Linked DNA regions of Mus musculus: region 1 is linked to region 2. The links are chromatin contacts, called in public Hi-C maps. All regions are on one chromosome and are shown on one strand. The core of a region is the stretch at or near the end of the contact, and the rest is flanking DNA. Distances in the headings are between cores, read along the strand shown.

What was found. A called contact is a pair of places that touch in the nucleus more often than the background predicts.
Region 1: a contact with region 2 is called in a Hi-C map of the N1E-115 cell line, with 4 times the contacts expected there. The contact joins two enhancer-like sites. A contact is called at or near these places in 1 of 39 promoter capture datasets (hippocampal neurons), 4 of 484 Hi-C or Micro-C datasets (the N1E-115 cell line, cerebral cortex, granulosa cells and 1 more) and 1 of 9 other capture datasets (pancreatic islet).

The regions. Positions count from the first base shown.
Region 1 is chr7:138,915,009-138,922,391 of GRCm38.p6, forward strand. It overlaps the pseudogene Gm9358. Among named protein-coding and RNA genes, the nearest start is that of Bnip3, 9.2 kb to the left of the region's middle. Within about 2 kb of position 4,688, at least 284 of the 459 cell types and tissues checked have an H3K27ac peak or open chromatin away from gene starts, as enhancers often do. A contact at or near this core is called in the N1E-115 cell line, where this site is marked.
Region 2 is chr7:138,996,867-139,003,347 of GRCm38.p6, forward strand. The region is part of intron 2 of Jakmip3 (janus kinase and microtubule interacting protein 3); the gene reads left to right. Among named protein-coding and RNA genes, the nearest start is that of Jakmip3, 59 kb to the left of the region's middle. Within about 2 kb of position 3,610, at least 3 of the 459 cell types and tissues checked have an H3K27ac peak or open chromatin away from gene starts, as enhancers often do. A contact at or near this core is called in the N1E-115 cell line, where this site is marked.

The DNA.
Region 1 (7,383 bases), core at 3,438-5,937, 81 kb before region 2:
GTTCCTACCCCCAATGTGTCTATCATGGATCTGACATGCCGCCTGGAGAAACCTGCCAAGTATGAAGACATCAAGAAGGTGGTGAAGCAGGCATCTGAGGGCCCACTGAAGGGCATCCTAGGCTACACTGAGGACCAGGTTGTCTCCTGCGACTTCAACAGCAACCCCCACTCTTCCATCTTTGAAGCTGGAGCTGGCATTGCTCTCAATGACAACTTTGTGAAGCTCATTTCCTGGTATGACAATGAATATGGCTACAGCAACTGCGTCATGGACCTCACGGCCTACATGGCCTCCAAGGAGTGAGAAACCCTGGACCACCCACCCCAGCAAGGACACTGAGAGCAAGAGAGAGGCCCTAAGTTGCTGAGGAGTCCCTGTCCCAACTCAGCCCCCATCACTGAGCATCTCCTTCATAATTTCCACCCCAGACCCCCATAATAATAGGAGGGGCTTAGGGAGCCCTCCCTACTCTCTTGAATATCATCAATAAAAGTTCACTGCTCAGAAAAGCACTGGGCAGTGGTGGTGCACTCCTTTAATCCCAGCACTTGAGAGGCAGAGGCAGGTGGATTTCTGAGTTCGAGGCCAACCTGGACTACAGAGTGAGTTCCAGGACAGTCAGGGCTAGACAGAGAGAGGAACCCTGTCTTGAACTGCTTCCCCACCCCCAAAATAAATAAATAAATAAATAGATAAAAGTTGGAGATGCCTCACTGGTTAAGAGCAGTGGCTGCTCTTGTGGAGAACCCAGATTCAATTCCCAGAAGCAAATAGAGCAATGGTTCTCCATCTTCCTAATGCTGTGACACCTTAATAGTGTTCCTCCTCTTGTGGTGACCCCAACCATAAAATGCCTGCTACTTCGTAACTTTGATTTTGCTACTGTTATGAATCATGATATAAATATCTGATATGTAACCCCTGTGAAGGAGTCTTTCAAACCCCTAAAAGGATCATGACCCACAAGTTAAGAACCACTGGCATAGAATCATCATGAGAACTCCAGTTTCATGGATCCAACACCCCTTTCTTGTCTCCCTGGTTACCAGGCAAGCACATGATGCAAAAACATAGGTGTAGGCAAAACCAAACTCAGTAAGCTAAAAACAGGAGACCTATCTTGTTTTGTACTGCTTTAGTAGTAGTAGTAGTAGTAGTAGTAGTAGTAGTAGTAGTAGTAGTATGGTCGTATGTGTGTGTGTGTGTGTGTGTGTGTGTGTGTGTGTGTGTGTGTGTGTGTGTATGTGTGTGTGTGTGTGTGTGTGTTGGGGGGATTGCCGGTAATGGGGTTGGAATGTGGAGGTCAGAAGACAACTTTGTGCAGTCCACCCTCCCCTACTATATGTGGGTTCTAGAGACTCAAACTCAGGTCAGGAATTATTTTACCAGCCGGATCATCTTGCTGGCCCCCGGGGGACCTTTTTCTTCTCTAAATTACAGGGAAACTAGCTGACATGTTCATTTTGTTTCTTCTGCTTCCTTCAGTCCCTTTTAAAAGTCAACTCCTCTGCCCAGCTCACTGGCATACTTGTTCTATGTTATCATGAAGTGTAGCTTGACTCTAGAATCAAAAATAACAATGCCAGTTAAGATCTGTAAACAAGCAGGGTGGTAGTGCCGTGTGCCTTTAATCCCAACACTAGAGGGGCAGATCTCTTGAGTTCAAAGCCAGCCTGGTCTACAGAGTGAATCCAGGCCACCCAGGGTTACAAAGAGAAGCTGTCTCTTGAAAAACCAACAAAAAGCAGCTTTGGAAGACATGGTTTATTTTAGCTCATGATTCCAGGTTATGGTCCTATCATTGCCAGGGAGTCAAAGCGCGAGCTTCTGGCATCTAGTCACACCATCTCATGAGGAGAGAGCAAGGAGCGTGTGCAGCTAACGCTCACCTTGATTCCTCTATTCAGGTATAGTCTAGGGCTCTGTAGTGGCTATTCCTGGTTGTCAACTTGACAATATTTGGAATGAACTACAATCCGGAATTGGAAGGCTCACCAGTGACCCTTATCTGGAGGCTTGGAGATCCTTATCTGGATCTTGGTTTGAAGATCTTGAGCCATAGTGGCTATGGATTCCAGAAGATTGAATCTCCGAGTTTAAGGAACACACCTTTAATCTGGGCTACGCCTTTCATCTGGGATTAAAGGTGTGGTGGAACACACCTTTAATCTGGGCTACACCTTCTGCTGGAGACAATATAAGGACATTGGAAGAAGGGAGTCTAGCTCGAGCTCTTGCTCCTTCGCCTGCTTGCTGCATGAGACTGAGTAACTGCTAGATCCTTGGACTTCCATTCACAGCTGGGACTGAATCATTGTTGGGAATTGGGCTGCCGACTGTAAGTCATCAATAAATTCCTTTACTATCTAGAGACTGTCCATAAGTTCTGTGACTCTAGAGAACCCTGACTAATACAGGCTCCCAACCAAGAAACTATGCTTTGCACCTTCAGGCTGGGGCTTCCCACACCAACTAAGGCACTTAAGATAGTCCCTCACAGACATCCCCACAAGCCGAGCCCCACCTAGCAAATTCCTCACTGAGACTCTGGTCTCAGATGATTATAGATTGTGTCAAGTTGACAAGTAAGATTAACCATTGTGGCTGGAGAGGTGACTCAGAAGTTAAGAACACTAGACTATATCTTCTAGGATCTGGGTTCAGTACCCAGGGGCAGCTCGCAGCCACCTGTAACTCCAGTTCCAAAAGATCCAATGCCCTCTTCTAGCCTCCATAAGTGTAGCAGAATTTTCCCCCAATGAATTTAAGTAGTAATACAACAAGAAGCCTGTGACTGGGCAGTGGAGAAGGAAGACGGGTGAGGATTTTTAGAGATGGAAGAGAGCGGACAGAGAGGAGAAGGAAGGAAGATGGAGAAAGAGAAAGACAATCCAGATTCTGTGTGGCTTTAAAATATCATAAAAGGGCCGGGCATGGTGGCTCATGCCTTTAATCCCAGCACTCGGGAGGCAGAGGCAGGCAGATTATTTCTGAGTTCGAGGCCAGCCTGGTCTACAAAGTGAGTTCCAGGACAGCCAGGGCTAAAGAGAAACCCTGTCTCGAAAAACCAAAAAAAAAAAAAAAAAAAAAAAAAAAAATCATAAAAGGAAAGAATACTTGAGATAACATCTAATCTAGGCGGGCAGCTTGTATCATTATCAATTGGCTCTGAAATTATTGTGTGGGCATCTTGTGAATTGAGAATTTATTGATATATAAATCTGACTGATTAATTATAAGCTTCTAGAGTTTTGATTTACTGATTAAGGGAATTTGTGATAACTAGCCTAGGGGGTGGATGCTGAGAAGGTACAAGAGGCTCTGAGGCAGGCAATCCGGAACCTGGGGCTGGCTTAGAGGTGGCAAGACCGTTGGGGACAGAGAGCAGCTGTGTATTGCGTGGGATGATACCATTTTTTATTACGTCCCACAACACATAAGCAATACACATATGTGATGTGCGTACATGCATACAGGCAAAACACCCATGTGCACATAAAATAAAACTTTTTAAGGAAGGGGGCCCTGGAGAAATGGCTCAGCAATTTAAAAACTTGCTGCTCTTACTGAGGACTCCAGTTTGGTTCCCAGGACCAGATCAGATAGATCATAAATCACCTACAACTCTAATCCAAGAGGACCCTGCACCCATATGGCACACGCTTACATAGACATAGACACACCAAAAAGTGATTTAAAAATAATAAAAAGGGCTGGTGAGATGGCTCAGTGGGTTAGAGCACCCGACTGCTCCAGAGTTCAAATCCCAGCAACCACATGGTGGCTCACAACCATCCGTAACGAGATCTGACTCCCTCTTCTGGAGTGTCTGAAGACAGCTACAATGTACTTACATATAATAAATAAATAAATCTTTTAAAAATAAATAAATAAATAAATAAATAAATAATAAAACTAACCTTCACAGTAGCCCTCTCTGATAAACAGTGCACTTTTCCTGTATAAAGAGCCAGAATAATACTGAGGGTTTGCATGGCCACACTGGCCATGGCCTAATAATTACATAGTGAGGACCCAAGCAAAAAGAAGATAGGGTGTATGAGCCAAAGGTGGCAGAAGTGACAAATGTGACTTTGACCCAGCTGGGAGAAGTCCCGGGGCATTGGGGAGAAGGGGTTATAAAGAGGATGTTTATTTCTCTGTAGTGAAATAAACCAGAGGTGGGAACCTGAAATGAATTCAGCCCCTGCTGGCTGTTAGCAGGAGTTCTGCCTCTGATGTGGAGGTAGGAAGGGCAGTTCAGCTCCAAGGAGCCCTCTGAGTGGCTTCCGCCTTGCCTTTCTGGCAGGAGCCTCCTGCATCAGGCTGTACTGACCACTCTGTTCTGCCTCCTTCCCTCCTCTAGGAAAACACCCACTTTTCCAGGAATTCACAGTGACGCCTATGCCACGCCAAGTTATTTTTAGAAACTGGCGTGATGAAATCTTCAGAATTGTAAACAACATGCACACGCTTTAGGTCCCAAGTGTACTTGTGCAGCGTCCCAGTTGGCTGCAAAGTGAGATCCCCGGGGAAGGAAAGCAGCGTGTACTTTGATAAAAGCCTGAACTGTACTCGCCAGAGAACGTTCAAAACAGGAAGCAGCTCAGGCTCCGAGAGTCAGGCACAGCCGAGCTGGGGCTGGACAGTATCCCCAAGGACCGTCAGGGTGCGCTGGGCTGTGGCCGCCGCTGTTGTTTGTCCTTGGTCGGTCGGTGAGGCAATAGCTCCAGGCCTGCTTCACAGAGATTGCAGAAGTGGAGTAACAGGTCAGGTGGCCTGAGACCAACATGCCAACAACTGTCTCAGGACGAAACGTGCCCAACAGCACTCTGTCGTGTAGCCTCTCAGGGCACACGCCCATACCCATGCCCGTAGCCATATCGCCACTTGGTGGTCCTGGCGCGAGGAAATGGGAGGAGACTATCTTAAGGAAGAAAGGGCTTTTATAGGGAGGAAAGGTAGATACAAGGTGGCTGTGAGCCAGAAGATGGCACTAGGCAGTCGCCAGCCCCAGTGAAAGTGTCTCTTTTTTCCTCTTTCTGGAACATTTCAATTGACCTTGATCTCTTGAGGCAAGTTTCTGTCATTCCTTTTTACGTTTGTTTGTCTGCTTGCTTGATTTCTTGTCTCACTTTTTTTGTTTGTTTGTGACAGTATTAATATATAACCCAGTTGATCTTGAACTTGCAATCAGTCTTCTTGCTTCAGCTTCCAGAGTGCCAGGATCACAGTCATGTCTCACCGTGCCGGCTCAGGAAGAATTGCCTTTTTGTTTGTTTGTTTGTTTGTTTGTTTGTTTGTTTGAAATAGGACAGGAGCTCTTGTATCCCAAAATGGTCACGAATTCACAACGTAGTGGAGGATGACTTTGAACTTCTGATGCTCCTACCTCTACCTACTGAGTACTGGGATCAGAGTGTGACCACACCCAGTACATGGGGTGCTAGGGCATCAAACCAGGGCTTTGTTGATGCTTGGTTACTACACTCTACCACACTCCTAGCCCTGTCATATGCTTATTTTACAAAGACAAACTTTTCAGTTTTGTAGAAAGAGTAAGCATCAAGGAGAAAGATTTTCCAAATGCCCCTGACCACCCCCTACACACACACACATACACACACACATGCACATACACACACATACACACACATGTACACATACACACACATACATACACACACATAAATACACATACACACACATAAATACACACATACATACACACACATGTACACATACACACACATACAAACACATACACACACACATACACATACATACACACATACATATACACATACACACACACACACACACACACACACACACACACACACACACACACGTACACACGAGTTCCTCTATCAGGATCCTCACCAGAGCGTTTTTCTTTGTTAAACCACACAACTATGGAGTCACCAGTGGACCTGTGGTCCATGTTGCTTTTGCTGCCTGCTCTCTGGACCTGACTCATGCAGAATGGATTACCGTGTTAAGTCCCTGCCCTCTGTCTCAACATCCCACCCCCTGGTAACACCACTTTTTTTTTTTTCCTTTCTCTACAGACTTATCTTTTCCAGAATGGCACCGATAGGAGCCTACAGCATAACTTTTTCAGTCTGGCTTCTCTCAGTATTTGTTTTGTTTGTTTGTTTGTTTATGTTAGAAAGGGTCTCACTATGTAGCCCCGCCTAGTTTGCAACTCATGTAGATCCGGTTGGCCTTGAACTCACAAAGATTGGCCTGTCACCACTTCCTTGGTGCTGGAATTAAAGGTGTGTGCCATCATGCTCAGCCTAGACATGTATTCTCTGTTTTATATTCAAGATTTTTTTTCATGGGTATGGGTAAGTGTTATGCCTACATGCATGTCCATCTGTACCTCAGATGCATGAAGTGGACATGGAAGAGGACGCCGGAGGACGCCCTGGATCTTCATCAGATCCCCTGGAACTGAAGTTACAGAGTTGTGAGCTGACATGTGGGTACGGGGAACTGAACTCGGGTGTTTTCCAGTAATATTGTTCCATGTCTTTTCCTGGCTTGGCAGCTCATAATTGAACACGCTTCCATTGTCTGGGTGCAACAGGATGTATACTCCTTCGCCTCCTGAAGGATACCTCAGCGCTTCCAAGCTTTGGCTGTTACCGCCACGGCCTCCATGAATATGAGTGTGCAGGTTCTGGCGATGCGGACTCTAGTCTTCCTCACACAACCCTCCTCTGAACTCTCCCACATCTGTCCTGCTCAGCTACTACCCAGTCTTGCCCCAGTCTCCTGGCAGGACTCTCCCTGCCCAGGCCGCAGCCTGGCCCTTTGCCCCAGACAGAGCAGTAAGCATTTTCTCCTGACTCCTTGGCACTGTTCCCTTGTTAACTGCATTTCGGGCCATGTGCTATCTTAAGAAGATGTAGTCTTCACAGGACAGATGTCTTCAAATCTCAGACCAAAAATCTTAAAAACAGAAGTAATGGTTTCTGATGTTTATGTATTACAGTAGGGGTTTAGTTGTTATTTTGAAACAGGGTGTCTCCGTGTAGCCCTGGCTGTGTTGGAACTCACTCTTTAGACCAGGTTGGCCTTGAACTCAGAGATCTGCCTGCCTCTGCCTCCCCAGCGCTGAGATTAAAGGCGTGCTCCATCATACCCCACATTGTGTTTGTTTTGCTTTTAACAGCAGCAGCTGTGGCTGAAGAGACCACCCCATGGTTTCCCCAGCTCACGCCATTCCACATCCTCTGACCTTGGCGTTAGGGCTACTGTCCAGCTGAGCGGAAGTAGCTGCCAGCGCTGGTGTTCCAGCTACATTTATGGTGGGTAGGGAGCCTGCACTGCAAAAGTTTGCCAGATCTCAGATGGAAAACGCAGCACAGC
Region 2 (6,481 bases), core at 2,360-4,859:
TTGTTCTTTCTTTTAAAAGCTACTTTAAGTCATCGTGGGTCTTTGTATTTCCATACAGATTTTAGAATCTACTTGTTTAATTTCTATTTTCGTAGAAATCCCGTGGGTTGGGTTGCATTGAATTTACCAGTCAGTTTGGGGAAAGCTGCCTTGTTTAAAATATTGGGTGTCTGGGTTTATGAACAGAACTGATTCTAGTTTTTCCCCCCTTTTGAGTCTCTAACAGGCTGTAGTTTTCAGCGCAGCGGTCCCAAGTGTCATTCTTAGCTGTGTTCACAGGCGTTTGCTCTCTGGATAAATGGTACAGTCTAGCACTTCCATTCCATCCCTAATTACATAGAAACCTAGCTGATTTGTTCACGTTTGAACTTCTTCTTTTTTTTTAATATTTTTTATTACATATTTTCCTCAATTACATTTCAAATGCTATCCCAAAAGTCCCCCATATCCCCCCCCCCCCCACTTCCCTACCCACCCATTCCCATTTTTTTGGCCCTGGCGTTCCCCTGTACTGGGGCATATACAGTTTGCGTGTCCAATGGGCCTCTCTTTCCAGTGATGGCCGACTAGGCCATCTTTTGATATATATGCAGCTAGAGTCAAGAGCTCTGGGGTACTGGTTAGTTCATAATGTTGTTCCACCTATAGGGTTGCAGATCCCTTTAGCTCCTTGGGTACTTTCTCTAGCTCCTCCATTGGGAGCCCTGTGATCCATCCAATAGCTGACTACTTCTTGTCCCTCTTAGCATTCATTCAACCAGTCTTTAAAAGCACACATTTTGTCAGGAGGTGGGGGAGCCACGAGTGAGGGAGCAGGCCCCTAGAGAGAAGACTTGGCCCTGCCCAGCAGATGTGTAACATTAGCAGCGGTGCTCCAACCCAGCGGACAGTTCTTACATACACCACATGCCAATCTGTCCAAATTAGAGCCATCAACTAATCACAGAGCACTGCTCTGAATCATCCCGCGGCCTAACTGGGGATGCTCTGGGTCTGCTTTAATGAGCAGAGGTCACCTAAGGGGACACACACACACACACACACACACACACACACACACACACCAGGGTGACCAGAGAAACAACTGAACTCCTCCTCTACTAATGGCCAGACAAAAGCCTCAGCAGAATCCACCTTTCCAGGGCAAAGCTTTGCATGACAGCTCTTTGTATTATCTTCCAACCACCTCTGGTGAAATTAGAATAGACAGACGTGGCAGATGGGCTCAGGTGTGTGTTCTGTTTGGTGTCTAGTCCTTGGAGAGTTGGTCTGTAAAGATGACCTTGATTCTAGAACACTCAGAGTTGAAGGCTAGCAGACTATTTTCATAATATTCAGAGAACGTGTCCTTTCCCAGCAAAGGTGGCTAATTAAGCACCATGTTGAGTTAAGGGGCAGGACTGCACCCTGTCATCTGTCTAATTTAAAACCTCAAAACCTTCAAGCTGTGGGCAGGGTGCGGCCTTCTTGTTTACTATTATTTGAGAGCCATAAATATTTTTGTCACAAGGATGTTGATGGCTGTTGCATCTATAAACAAGTGAGATGTGGATTCCTGGGGGCAGGGGGTTGGGCTGGCACCCTCCCTCAGATAGGAAGTGGCCATTCCAAGTGAGTCCCAGCACCGTGTCTGACACAGGACCTCTGCAGCCTGCACTTCACTTTTGGTTCAGTTATCCACTGTTCTGAGTAGCATCTGGTCAAGCCTTCTAGGATGCTGCCTCTCAAGTCCGCATAGCAGTTTGTTGCTTGAACTACATACTGCTTAGGGGGACTTTTTTTTAGACTTATTTTTTATGTGTATGAGTGTTTTGTCTGCATATATATATATATATATATATATATATATATATATATATGTACACCATGTCCATGCCGTGCCCATGGAGATCAATAGGAAGTCAGATACCCTGGAATTAAAGTCATAGACAGTTGTGAGTCACCATATGGATGCTGGGAACCTGGATCCTCTGGAAAAATAGCCAGTGCTCTTAACCACTGAGCCATCTCCCCAGCCCCTTAAGGAGACCTTTTTAAGGTGAGTGAGCTTCAGCCTCCACTTCCAAGTATAAGGAAGCATAAGGTGTATCAGTCCACAGTATGAGGCAGAGGCTGTGTGCTGACAGCTAATGAAGCCAAAGGTCACTCGCCATACTTGTGTTCTGAGAAGTGCTTGGCTATTTTCTACCTTTAGGTAAGGGGGAGGGGTTTCCTAAGGGTGTAAGTCTCAGGGAGACAAATTGACCCACTGGTCCAATGTCCCTGAATTCTAACCTGGAAGGATAAGTGTGCAAGAATTGGTAGGAAATGAGTAAACTAGACAGTAGGGAGAATTGTTACAAATAGATAGGAGCACACATTATGAAATTATCAGACAAGATAGATAATTGGTGTACTGGCTAGTTTTGTGTCAACTTGACACAGGTTGGCGTTATCACAGAGAAAGGAGCTTCAGTTGGGGAAATGCCTCCACGAGATCCAGCTGCAAGGCATTTTCTCAGTTAGTGATCAAGGCGGGGGGGGGGGGGATGTCATCCCCTTGTGGGTGGTGCCATCTCTGGGCTGGTAGTCTTGGTTCTATAAGAGAGCAAGCTGAGCAAGCCAGGGGAAGCAAGCCAGTAAGAAACATCCCTCCATGGCCTCTGCATCAGCTCCTGCTTCCTGATCTGCTTGAGTTCCAGTCCTGACTTCCTTTGGTGATAAATAGCAATGTGGAAAGTGTAAGCTGAATAAACCCTTTCCTCCCCAACTGCTTCTTGGTCATGATGTTTGTGCAGGAATAGAAACCCTGACTAAGACAATTGGATTGTATTAGAAAGACCAGGAACTGACCAGAGTTGCATCTAGGAGTCGATTTTGTAACCAGGAAATGACAAGAGAGGTATAGTATGGTGGCCATGTTTGGTGCATAATTTCACACTTTCAGCAAGGGTTTGGCTTCTGTTATTGATTGTGGCTACAGGGATATTGTTATATTGCAGTTATATTGCAATGTGGTGGAACATCCTGCCAGGTCAAAGCTACTATACACAGAGGTCCCTTTAGACCAAATCCTCTGTTTGAGTGTTCTGTGGCAGTTGTGTTACACCCGGGCTTGTACTTCTATAGCCTTCAGTATCTGTAAACAGAAGGAAACTCGGTGGATGGGGCTCGGTCGTCAAGAGCACTTACTGCTCTTGCAGAGGATCAGAGTTCGGCTCCCAGCACCCATGTCAGGTGGCTCACAACTCTGGCTCCAGGAATCCAGTGCCTTCTTCCGAAATCTACAAGTGCTCACAGACAGGTACATACATGCATGCACATATACATAAATAAAAATAATTTTAAAAAACCATGGAAACATCAGAGATAGTCTAGGTGGTCAACAGTAAGAGAACAGGCTAGCAAACCTGAGATGGAACCTTAGGAAATTGTTTTGGTTTCTAAAATGAAAGCATTTTTCGTGTGAGTTTTTTTTATAACTGGTTACAATGACTGGGGAAGAGAAGGGAGGCACAGAGCGAACCATCACTGGCATTTATTCTTGAGAAGTGCAATTCAGGAACGTCTATTACCAGATAAGGTGGGTCTGTGACCTTCATGGCAAAGCATGTGTCCCTGGGCTTCCTGACACTCCCCCAGCTGTCACCCAGCCACTAAGGGGCTTGCAGACTCCGAGGAGCCTCTGCATCCTCTGTAGTTTATGCCCCAGGAAAGAAGAGATAAGGCACATGGTTGTGATGACAAGCCAGTTTCCTAGCCAGGGATGCTGGGATGCTGAGCTGACCTGAGCCTGGACCTACAGGACCACAGTGATGATCTAGGGAGAAAATCAGCAACAGCAGATGCATGGGGAGAGGTGGTCACACATGTAACATGGAGATAGCCGGTTATACATGTAAAGCACCAGGGGAGACTGGCAGGACTCTACCAGGAAAGGGGCTCTGCTGTGGGAGTCAAGCATCTTTCAGATGGGATTTTTTAAAAGAAGATATGGCAGTTACTGCCTGTAATACTGGCACTCAGGAAGCTGAGGCAGGGGGCCAGCCTGGACTATATGTACATACATACATGCATATGTAAAATATAAAAAACAAAAGGGCACCAGGAATACCCCTCCAGTTTTCCAGCTTACTCCAGGGATCCATGAGGACCACTAGCTCCAGAAATCACAGGTAAGAAGCTCAGCCCTGTGGCATTGGTCATTTGGAAAATGTCCAGTTAGCTCTTGCCTCACCCTCTGGGGTATATTGAGGGGGTCGTTTCGTGGCTTGTAGCTGCTGCCTCATTGTGGAGATGTAAGGAAGAAAATTCCAGAGCACTCTGTATGGTGTGGGACACAGATCTCTAGCGGGAAATGCTGGGTTAGGGTGGGAGTGGGGATGGATTCAAATGTCAAATGACCATTGGAGAATCTCAGATCATATCCAGATACAATAGAGAGAGGAAGGGAACAAGAAACAAAGAAATGTCCCTATAATTAGTGAAAGCACATCACAGAAACTCACTCTCCTGCAGAAGGGACCCATGAAGGTTATTTACAATGGACCTAAAAGACATCAAGAAAGCTGGGCAAGACAGAACATAAATCCAGGTTAGAAAAATGTGTAATTGATGTGCCAAGACTCACAAACTAGAAACGATACTTTAGAAGTATAGATATAGAAGGAGTATGAACATATGAGCCCAACAAATAATATTTTGTGAGAAATGGAAAGAGAGACCATGAAAAAATAAAAAGAAAATGGGTGAACATTGAAGATGAGCAGTTATCCTAACATAAGGACAGTGGGGGGTCCTTGCAGATGATGGAGACACAAATTCAGAGTACAGAAACATGCCACTTAGGATGCTTTAAGAGGAAGCTAGGGACTGCTGAGATGGCTCAGAGGTAAGAGCATAGTATGAGCCGGGCGTGGTGGCACATGCCTTTAATCCCGGCACTCGGGAGGCAGAGGCAGGCAGATTTCTGAGTTCGAGGTCAGCCTGGTCTACAAAGTGAGTTCCAGTACAGCCAGTCTATACAGAGAAACCCTGTCTCAAAACAACAACAACAAATAAAAAGCATAGCATGGATCCCCTACCCAAAAATAAGTAAGTAAGTAAGTAAATGATTTAATTTTAAATTTAATCTATTTAAATTTTGTATGTACATTTTGTATGTAAATTTGTATGAGTTTATATGAGCCAGTGGGACCAGTGGAGACCAGAGAGGGTATTGGATCCCCCTGGAACTGGAGTTGCAGGCATTTATGAGCCTCAATATGGGTGCTAGGACTCCAGGCTGGGTCCTCTGCAAGGGTAGTGAGCTCATTTATCTTTTGAGACACAAAAAAATGTTTTTAAAAGGAAACTGTTTACTGAAAGAGCAGCGTTCGTGAAACCAAGACCCAGAGCAGCAACCCCAGAGAGTACACTAGCAACATGAGAGAAATCTCAGGTGCCAATGTACTCTGTGTATAAAGGAAAGGAGACAAAAGTGTGATCATGGGTTAGCTGAGAGCAGCTGTGAACCGAGAGAAGGAAGAGCAGCAAGCGTAAGGCTAAGGGTTAGCGTCTGGAAAAGCCTGCATCCAGCTGCAGAGTGGACATCATGCAGGAATTCAGGTGGCATTGTTCCTACGGCTGCCCATAAGGACAGTGACATTTCCCTAAGGAATCAGACAGGGACACCAATCAGGCTATGAGCATGGAACCCAGAGCCCCTCTGTGAGTTAGACCCTACAGAAGGTGAAGACATAGAAGCCACATGTGACCTGTGCTTAGGGCAACCTGCCAGGCTCAATCTGCATAGATCCATTGGGAAATATGAAGTATTCTGAGATTTAGAAAATCCTTTGAGATTCCTCACCAGACGGTTGGGTGCGGGGGGAGACAACAAATGAAAGTCTGAAGGGACAGCAGGTTAGAATGGCTGTGGAACTGTCCAGGCTGTTAGGATGCAACCACACGGTGGGGGTGGGGGGCATGTGGCAAGTGCAAGGCCACCATCCAGTCATGGTTATCACACTCATCGTGTCAACATCAAAACCACTGAGTCCTGAAACCATTGCTTGTATGACATGAGCGCAGGAATGGGGTGATTGCATCACCTCCTGATTGCATGAGAACAAAAATGCTCAGTGTGAAGGACAGAGAGAGATTCCGCTGTGCGCAGGGCACTAGGCAGAAGCTTTGTGGTCCGGACTTTGAATTTAATGTTGATGTGAACTTGCAAGACGTATGTGCATGTACATTGTACATCATCTATATCTATCATCTGCATCTATATCTATCATCTGTATATATATCATGTATATGTTTACATACATACATATACTATGACTTGTCCCTGGAGCATACCTTTATAACAGTGACCTATCCAGAAGGAATGAGGAATCCTAGGCCACGGCTGTGACCTTGAAATGTTCTCTGAACATGAAAAGCAATCCAAGCATCTAGAGATAAGTGAAACAAGCCTGGGCTACGCCACACCCCAAGCCCTGAGAAACTGTGAGGATCT